Linked DNA regions of Mus musculus: region 1 is linked to region 2. A link is a contact called in public Hi-C data. All regions are on one chromosome and are shown on one strand. Each heading gives the region's core, a stretch centred on a gene start, on an enhancer-like site or on the middle of the called end of the contact. The rest is flanking DNA. Distances are from core to core; before and after follow the strand shown.

Evidence for each region. Hi-C and Micro-C count contacts between places; a contact is called where the count stands out from the background.
Region 1: a Hi-C map of the C2C12 cell line shows a contact between it and region 2, with 5 times the contacts expected there. The contact joins two enhancer-like sites. A contact is called at or near these places in 3 of 39 promoter capture datasets (the 3T3-L1 cell line, cranial neural crest and second pharyngeal arch cranial neural crest), 10 of 484 Hi-C or Micro-C datasets (the C2C12 cell line, adipose-derived mesenchymal stem cells, embryonic fibroblasts and 2 more), 7 of 115 datasets of contacts at active chromatin or transcription factors (the NIH/3T3 cell line, astrocytes, embryonic forebrain and 2 more) and 1 of 9 other capture datasets (embryonic stem cells).

What each region holds. Positions count from the first base shown.
Region 1 is chr13:103,645,546-103,649,906 of GRCm38.p6, reverse strand. The region is part of intron 1 of Gm30551 (predicted gene, 30551); the gene reads left to right. Among named protein-coding and RNA genes, the nearest start is that of Gm24870, 5.8 kb to the right of the region's middle. Within about 2 kb of position 1,751, at least 10 of the 459 cell types and tissues checked have an H3K27ac peak or open chromatin away from gene starts, as enhancers often do. A contact at or near this core is called in the C2C12 cell line and embryonic fibroblasts, where this site is marked.
Region 2 is chr13:102,897,801-102,901,746 of GRCm38.p6, reverse strand. All of the region lies in intron 4 of Mast4 (microtubule associated serine/threonine kinase family member 4), which reads left to right. Among named protein-coding and RNA genes, the nearest start is that of Gm30106, 8.0 kb to the left of the region's middle. Within about 2 kb of position 2,271, at least 173 of the 459 cell types and tissues checked have an H3K27ac peak or open chromatin away from gene starts, as enhancers often do. A contact at or near this core is called in the C2C12 cell line and embryonic fibroblasts, where this site is marked.

The DNA.
Region 1 (4,361 bases), core at 502-3,001, 750 kb before region 2:
TATGGGGGACTTTTGGTATACCATTGGAAATGTAAATGAGCTAAATACCTAATAAAAAATGGAAAAAAAAAAAGAACAAATAGACAAAATGAATCTCTTCAAGGTATCCAGCCTCAGGTATTTCATTATAGCAAGAGAAAATGGACTGACTGTTTCTACGTCACTCAACCTTGGAGGCCAGGGAAGGAAAGGCCCAGAAGCAATTTGCCTGTGTGTTTGCCTGGGGTGCCATGGAAGGAGATGAACACTAGGATTGGGTGAGGGGCTGTTGTATTTATAGCTGGTGGCCAAGTGTGACTGTTGGCAGCTTCATCAGACATGCTGTTGTGGCTCGCACAGTGCCAGGCTTGGGCTGGGTGGCCTTCTGCTTATTGGCAGGAGCAACTCCTTCAGCAGCAGCAGAGCTGAATGCACAGTTCCCGTCTACTTTCTGACCCTGCCTTGGAGCTCCTTTGGCTTCATCACACCTTTGACAGGTGTGCTTCCAACCCCACTGTCATTTCTACAAACACCTCCTTGATTCATTCTTTTCTACTCCAAAAGTCCCCAAGAAGCTTAGAGTGGTGGCCCTTGCCTGCAATCTAGCGCTTGGGAGGATCAGGAATTCAGGGCTAGCCTGGGGTACACCCTGAAACCCTGCCTGCATCTCCCCACAAAGGTCCCCAAGAATTTTGTTTCCCTCAGTGAAAAGTGATCTACACAGGATGTTTCTGGCCAGCTCCACAGTCACTCTCATGGGGCCTGGGTTCGTCCATGTTCCCTTGACTTTCCACTTTGATTTGACAGCTTTTATTTTTATTTTTTTAAAAAAAAGACAACCAGCCAGGAAGTTGATGGGTATATCAATAGACTGGAGTGCTTAAGGCCAGGAGAGAAAGTGTGGGGCTGTAAAGAGTAGTTAAAATTTGACCCTGAACTTAGTTCTGACAGTCCCATGTCAACTTATTTATTGGAGTGTTAGCTTCTAGACAAGCTTGTCACAACGTGACCACACTGCCTGTTGATGCGTCATGCACTTGAGCTGACCATGGCAGCTCTTCCAATTTTCCTTCAACTGTACTGTATTTCAAAAGCAAAGGGAATGGTGGCTGGGAAGATGGTTTGTTGTCAGAGAATTAAGCAGGGCAAAAATGATGGCTCCTTACTTTTCAAATGCACATGCACACATGTGTTATCTTGAATGTATGTTTCAGGGGACACATTTCACTATTAGTAGTAATAATAGCATAAAACCAAAGGATTTAACCAGAGGTTTATTGGATTTGTGAGACTGGAAGTTGGGAGTAAGTGTGGACTTCAGTGTAGCTGAGTGCAGAGGCTCCTGCCCCATCACTGCAGGGCGCTTTGAGCTCTGTTGGTATTTCCTTTCTTCTTAGGCTGGAAGTTGGCCATGGCCTGCATCTGACAGAGTCCAGAAGAGGAAGTGGGGGTTCCTCCTGGGCCTTTGAGAAGCCCGTGGAGAATCTTTCTTTTTTTTTTTTTTTCCCATGACTTATGGGACTCAAATCAGTTATGCCCTGCTGGAGCCAATCACTAAGATAGAAATGTGCCATTCTGGAACTGGAAACCGAGTCCACTTTCCCATATGGTCTTCATGGAGAAGGGTTTTTCCCAGAGGGAAATGAGGATGCCAGTCAGCAGGGAAGAAGGAGGAGGAAGGACCACCGGCATGATGGAAATTGCGGAATGCACAGTAGGACTCACGAGTCTGAGTTCTGACTCAGAAGGCCCTCTGCTGTGTGCAGGCAATTGGCTGTTTTTCATTTTGACTCATTCAACAAATGCTTATTTTATTCCTGTGTGTGTAAGCCAGAGGTCCAGCTTGGGTGCTCTGAAAGTGCTGTCCACTTGGTTAGGACAGGGACTCTTTGTCCTTAAACTTGCCAAGTAGGTCAAGTTGCTGGGCCAGGGAACTGTAGGGATCTGCCTGTCTCAGGCAGTGCTAGGGTTACAAGTGTGTGCCATCAAATATGACTTCTCACATAGGTTTTGGGGATCAAACGCAACTTCTCATGACTCTATGTCTAGCGTTTTGCCAACTAAGTTTTCTCTCCAGTCTTTTAACAAATGTTTACTGAACCATTAAATCAATGCCAAATTTATGCCAAATGCTAGAGGTAAAAAAGAGTATTAAAGATACCGACATATCCTTTAAGGATTTTGCACTCTAGTGGAGAAGAATAGGAAAACAGAAGTATGAGACATACAGAAAGTTGAGGCGCAGAAAAAAGGAGAAAGTTTCATAAACATAGAGGAAGGTGCAACCAAATCTGTACAAAGCAGTGGCTCTCACCCTTCCTAATGCTGCAACCCTTTAACACAGTCCCTCATGTTGTGGTGATCCACAACCACAAAATTATTTCACTGCTACTCCCTAACCATTCATCTTTCTATTGTTATGAATTGTAATATAAATATCTGATATGCAGGATATCTGATATATGACCCCTGTGTAAGGGTCATTTGACTCCCCTAAAAGGATTGAGACCCAAAAGCTGAGAACCACCGGTATAGCAGGGAGTGAGTGGACATCTGGGGACATAAGGAAGAGCATCATACTCAGAGGGAGCAGCATGCACAAGGATACAGAGGGCAGAGGAGGATGGCAGGTTCCAAGATTCTATCTGCATAGGTAAGGCACATGAAGGACACGTGAAGGTTGTTTAGAGATGATTCCTAGAATCCAAGTTAGGGAAAGGCTTGGAATTCTCGGGCAGAAGAATTCAGTCAAGAGGATGGCAAAGGCAGGATTGAAAAGGCTACTGTGGCATCGTATTAGAGAGGGTGAGCCTGAAGGCTGGGTGGCTGTTCTAAAGCCAATGGAGGGGAAGGAACTGAGGGCATGAATAGAGACAGGATGGGAGGTTCAGCAGAGGGGGACTTGGAGGGAAGAATCGTTGGGCCTGGTAATTCTCTGGGCTAGGGGAGGTTGGAGGGAAGCAAGGGGAAAGGACATATGTGCAGCCATGCCATTCTGAACATTCCAGATCCTGGGAGCTAAGCAGGGTCAGGACTCGTTAGAACTTGGACGGAGAGAGGCGTGCGAGAAAAGTTGCTTGAGTGAGCAGGTGATGGTGTGTCAGTAACTGAGCTGGAGTCTGGGAGGAGGGTAGTGTAGATCTGAGAGAGGAGGGCAAGTTCAGTTCTGTACACGAAGGTGAAATTCTTGTGGGCCATCTGATGCCATGATGGGCAGTGTCGAGGACTGGAGATCAGATCTGGAGGCTAGAAAAGGTCTCTGGTGATGAGCAGGGCAGATGGGATGCTTGTAGTAGACGGCTAGGAAAGGCCATTTGGGAGAGGAAGCTTTCACACATACATGCATGCATACATACATACATGAGAGCGTGCATCAACTCATGCACACTTCATACACCTGTCCAGTTCTCCAGGGTGCCTTTCCTAATAGCTATAGCACTATACATCTGAACATGGGAGGAATACGCCCACTGACCAATTAAGGGGATAACATCTCTTTCTGGAGAGTTTAGAGGGCAGGGAGCTGCCTGTCTGATGGGGTTATTGGACTTGAGGTTAAGTGTGCTTATGACAACAGTGACAGGATTCTTCAGCCTCCAGCTCCCTTCTATCCCTTCCCCCAATCCATCAGGCTTTGGAACATTCCAGGTAGACATGGCTGGATGGTATCTATGGTTTAGCCGCTGAGCTTGTCCTTGGTGCAGATATTGCTACTGAACACTAGGAGGCGCTTCCGGGCACTCAGCTCAGCCTGGATGAGCTAGATTGTACCAAAAGGTGATCTACAAGCATATTTCCTTGCGTTAATGTGACACAGGATTTGAAGTCTTAAACAAGCTCCAACTGTAGTCCTAACTTGAGCTCAAAAGCCACTTCATATGACAAATGCAATGACCAAGACAAGGAAACACTCTACAGAGAAGATTTTGTTTTATTTTTATGTATTCATAATCTTGGTCTTGAACTATTTGTTGAACAAATAGGAGAGCATACACTTTTTCAAAACCGCAGGAGGCCTTTTCAGTAAGGAATGTGTGATGTGTCGGTCTTGACTGCTGATTTGGTGGGTCTTAGAACCAATGAAGGAGACATGGTGTGTCTATGAGGATGATTCAGAGGATTGAGAGGGGAAGACCCAGTCTTAGAGGGAGTGGGTGGGACCATCCCATGCCCTCCAAGAACAAAAGTGTCAGGAGTCTGCCTATCATTGCTGCTGCCATCCTCCAATGACAACACACTCCAGCTGTTTTGTTCTTTCCATGTGGACTGAATACTCACAGCTCTTGAGGGATTTGGTGGCTGTTTGGAACCCATTTTGAGTGGAGGCATCCAGCTTTACGGACCTAACCTCTCTGGGCACCTCTGCCTCGCCAGCATGTAGG
Region 2 (3,946 bases), core at 1,022-3,521:
TTTTTTTAACTGTCATAATTAACAAAATATATTGACTCTTGATGAACACCTGCCTGCAGAAACATCCAGTGGAGGAGGGGGGGTTGTTCGTTCGTTTGATCATGCATATATGAGAAAGGTGGAAAATGGATTTTTTTTTCTGCCCCAACATTCAGTGCTTAAAGCTGTTGATAAGTTTGTACTCACCTCTTTTATTGAAAGACCGGTACAATTGACATCTGTTCAGTACCTAGCATGTATCTATGTGACCCAAAGCTGAAAGCCTCATGTGTGCCTTCTGCAAAACCTGCCAGGAAAGCCTTGTAAACCAGAGCTGTGGGGTATTTCCAAGGTGCAATAGGCCCCACGCATGCTCAGTGCAAAGGAGAGACTTGGATCTAGGAGTCCAGGAGAGGCACCATACACAAAAGGCCACAGTTCAGGACTTCTGAAAGATGCAGGGCTATTTCTCGGAGAGCATAGTGCCTTCCCAGAGGGAATAGAAATGGTGCGGACCAAAGCTCAGTGGCTGTGGTCAGAGAGAGGTCAGAGAGAGAAGACTGCACACATTGCTGGAGCAAGAAAGACCCTAGATGGAGCTTGCTGGGTACCAAAAACTGTAAGACAGCAATGAGGAGGCGGCTGGATCTGAATTTAGTACACCTGGGTTTATCTCTGGCCCCTGTGGTGTTGGGCAAGTTTACTTTCTTGAACTTCAGCGTCTCCATCTTTGAAATAGGGATAAGTAAGTTACTTATTGAGTTGTGTGTGTGTGTGTGTGTGAGCTTCATGACTGTTTCCTTTCATCCTTACCAAGGCTCACCCTGCTTGCCTCACATCTCTCATCAGCTCCAGCCTGGCTAATACGGCCTTTATTTTTCCTAATGCAATTACCGGCGAATAAAAACAATGAATAAATCTTAGCTGTTGACATCACCACGGTCATGACGGCATGGGTAGTCAGCAGCGTGGCTGAGGAGAGCTGAAGTAGCCTATCCTTAATCCAGTGGGGAGAGAAAGGGGGTGACTAGTGAGTGACTCTGGGGAGCTCCGGCCTGGAAGCAGGGTGAGATCTTCACACCAGTCAGTCAGTCATTAAACCATTGCATCGGCCTAGCTGAAACTTTGTAAGGTTTACAGAAAGGATCTGCTACCTGGGAGAGAAGTTAAGGATGTGAACTTCTTAACTTGATAGGAGCCAGTCAGTGAGCCATTGTCCTTGGACAAGCAAGGATTCCACCGTGGCCCTGGAAAGTGGTTTTGGCTTGAGGGCCATCTGGGTGGTAGTCAGCAAACACGCAAACGTGGGGAATGGGAGAAGGCCGGTTGGAGCGGGGGTAGTAGGGTGGGGGGGATGGATACCTGGAGTTGCTTCTTGTATCCCCCTCCTCCCACACACACAGTTAAAACCACATTTGTGGAGTTTTGATTCTGTTTGAAGGACCACTGGGAATTCATTCCTGCCTTCCGTTCATGCTGAGGCAAGGACTACAGTAGTGAATAAGTCAGCCTCACCAGTAAACAGATATCTAAAGAAGCCCATTGCCAAATTGGGGTCAGTGTTCCGACAGCTGCAAGAGTGTGGAAGGGAGAGAGAGAGAGAGAGAGAGAGAGAGAGAGAGAGAGAGAGAGAGAGAGAGAGAGGGAGAGAGGGAGAGAGGGAGAGAGAGAGAGAGTAACCTTGTGGGTGTGGAGTGGGGACTGCTTTAAATAAAGAGGCTAGGGAAGTCCCTTTGAAAAGGTAATATTTAAAGGGAGGCTGAAGACTGTGAGAAACATTTGGGGGGGGGGCAACTGTCTGGCAACATCAAAGTCTCTTGAGGCAGGAAGGACAAAAAGAAAGTCCCCAGACAGGAAGTTGAATTTAGGTATAGGGCATTGACCTGGAAACCATCATTTATACCATGGGAGGTGTAGATTATCTTAGTCTGGAAGAAAAACAGCGTCATTGAAGGAATGGGCAGAGATGACTTTCAAGGGGATAAGTCCCCCAAGAGTGAAGGGTGGCCTGTGTGCATGCGTGCGTGAGTGTTGTCTCTGGCTCACACAGTGGGGAGACCATCAGTGCCCCCAGCATCAACAGTTGTCCAGTGGTACTCTGAGTTGTCATTTGACCAGCACGGTTGGTGTGAAGCAAGGAAATGCAGATTGGGTGGTGACCACCTTTTGTGGGCAGATAAACCCAGAGGTCATGCATCGTGGCACCAAGCCTTATATGTTCAGGCAGCCCAGGAGCCTCGTTCCTGAATCACATCCCCTTACTCACCGTCTGCTCACCCCATGGGCTGCTCCATCACCAGAGTTGGCAAGGGCAGAAGTTTCCTTTTCACATCCTCCCTGGAAGTTCAAGTTCCTCCCACAGCCTGTGAACCTCGCCTCCCCTCCTCTCCCCTCCCCTCTCCTCCCCTCCCCTCTCCTTCTCTTCCCTCTGAGCTTGCTGCTGGAGTTTCACTTTAAAGCCTTGACTCAGCTGGGTGCGGTAGCCTACACCTGTAATATCAGCAGCACTCTGGTGGAAGAGGCAGGAGGATTGCTGCATGTTCAGGCTATTTGGTCTATGGGACAAGTTTTAGGCTAGCCGGGGCTATACTGTGAGACCCTGTCCGCAAACAGACATATGAACCCACATAAAGCCCCGGATCTTCTTGGGCCTAATTCCCCTCACTGTTGGCTCCCTCCTGAGCCCTGGCACCAGGCCGTTTCTCAGCAGCTGGTTCCACAGGTGGCCGAAACCAGGCCCCACTTGTGGCTCCTCCTCGCCTCTCCACGCCTGACCTGCGGGCTAGGCCCCTCCCTGAGTCCCTGAGCCATTTCCTCCCACTCCTGGCCTTGCCCAGGCCTGTTTCATAACTGCTTCCTTTCATCCCTCTCCTGTCTTCACGTTCTCCACTGTGCCTTGCCTATTGCTGCAGGACTCGCCCTGTCATCCTCTCATCCAGTCAGCTCCAGCTTGGCTAATGTGCCCTGAAGCTGCCTTGTAGAGCTCACCCCTCCTCCCCGGCCCTGCCACACCGTGCCCAGCCTTTTCCCCGAATAATTCATCCAGGGAAGAGAGGGCTCTACTCCAAGACTTTGGTATATACGGCTCTTGCTGCTGTCTGCTGAGAGCCTGGGTTTCCGCCTAGCATAGGGAGTTCTGACAGTCTCTGCAGTTCCCCCTTAAGGCTGACCAGATCGCAGCAATCAGGAGAACAAAGGCAGGTGGATTCTCAGAGTTCAAGGCCAGCCTGGCTCAGAATGGGAGCTCCCAAGTTGTCACTGCTGCCCTGTAATGTTCAGGTGTATGGTGATGGAGGAGGAGGCAGAGCAGTGAGGAATGTATAAAGTGAAAAAAGTGGGTTTCCAAAAAAAAAAAAATGCATTGGAAATAATCGATGAGGACATGGAAGCTTATGCTTTGGAGAAGGAGTCACAGCTCTTCACCCTGTAACTAGGCAGTGCGTTTGTGCTTCTCTGGCTGGCTGCTTTAAGGTCCAGGATACTGGGACAGGGAGGTAGGATATGAGAAAGAATGTGTTAGTCTTTTATGGCTTTGCCTGGTTTTCTTTACAAATATATCTGGTATCAGGAGTTTAAATAGTATCTTTTAAAGCAGGGGAGTCATAAGCTTTGCAATAGAGACTAAAAAGCTGGTAGATATTGGTATCAAAAAATCCTTAGTCCCTATGGGTCTGTAGAGGAAGAAGGCTTGGAACTGGGCTGGAGCTATACAACTCTGTGGGGAGTCTTCTGTGTATTGGTTAGAATAAAAGTAGCTCTTCCCTTGGAGAGATTCCGATTGGACCCTCCCCAGCAGGGTCCGGAGCACGCCCAACTCTAGTGTGAGCACACACAGAGGTATTTTATTTTAACCTGTCTTATCTTCACTAGATGTCATCTAGTCATTTGAGTGTGACATCATGGTAACTGAATAATCGCTTTGAAAGTTAAGGAGGAGAGCCAAGATGTTTTTAAAAAGGGCCTGGGG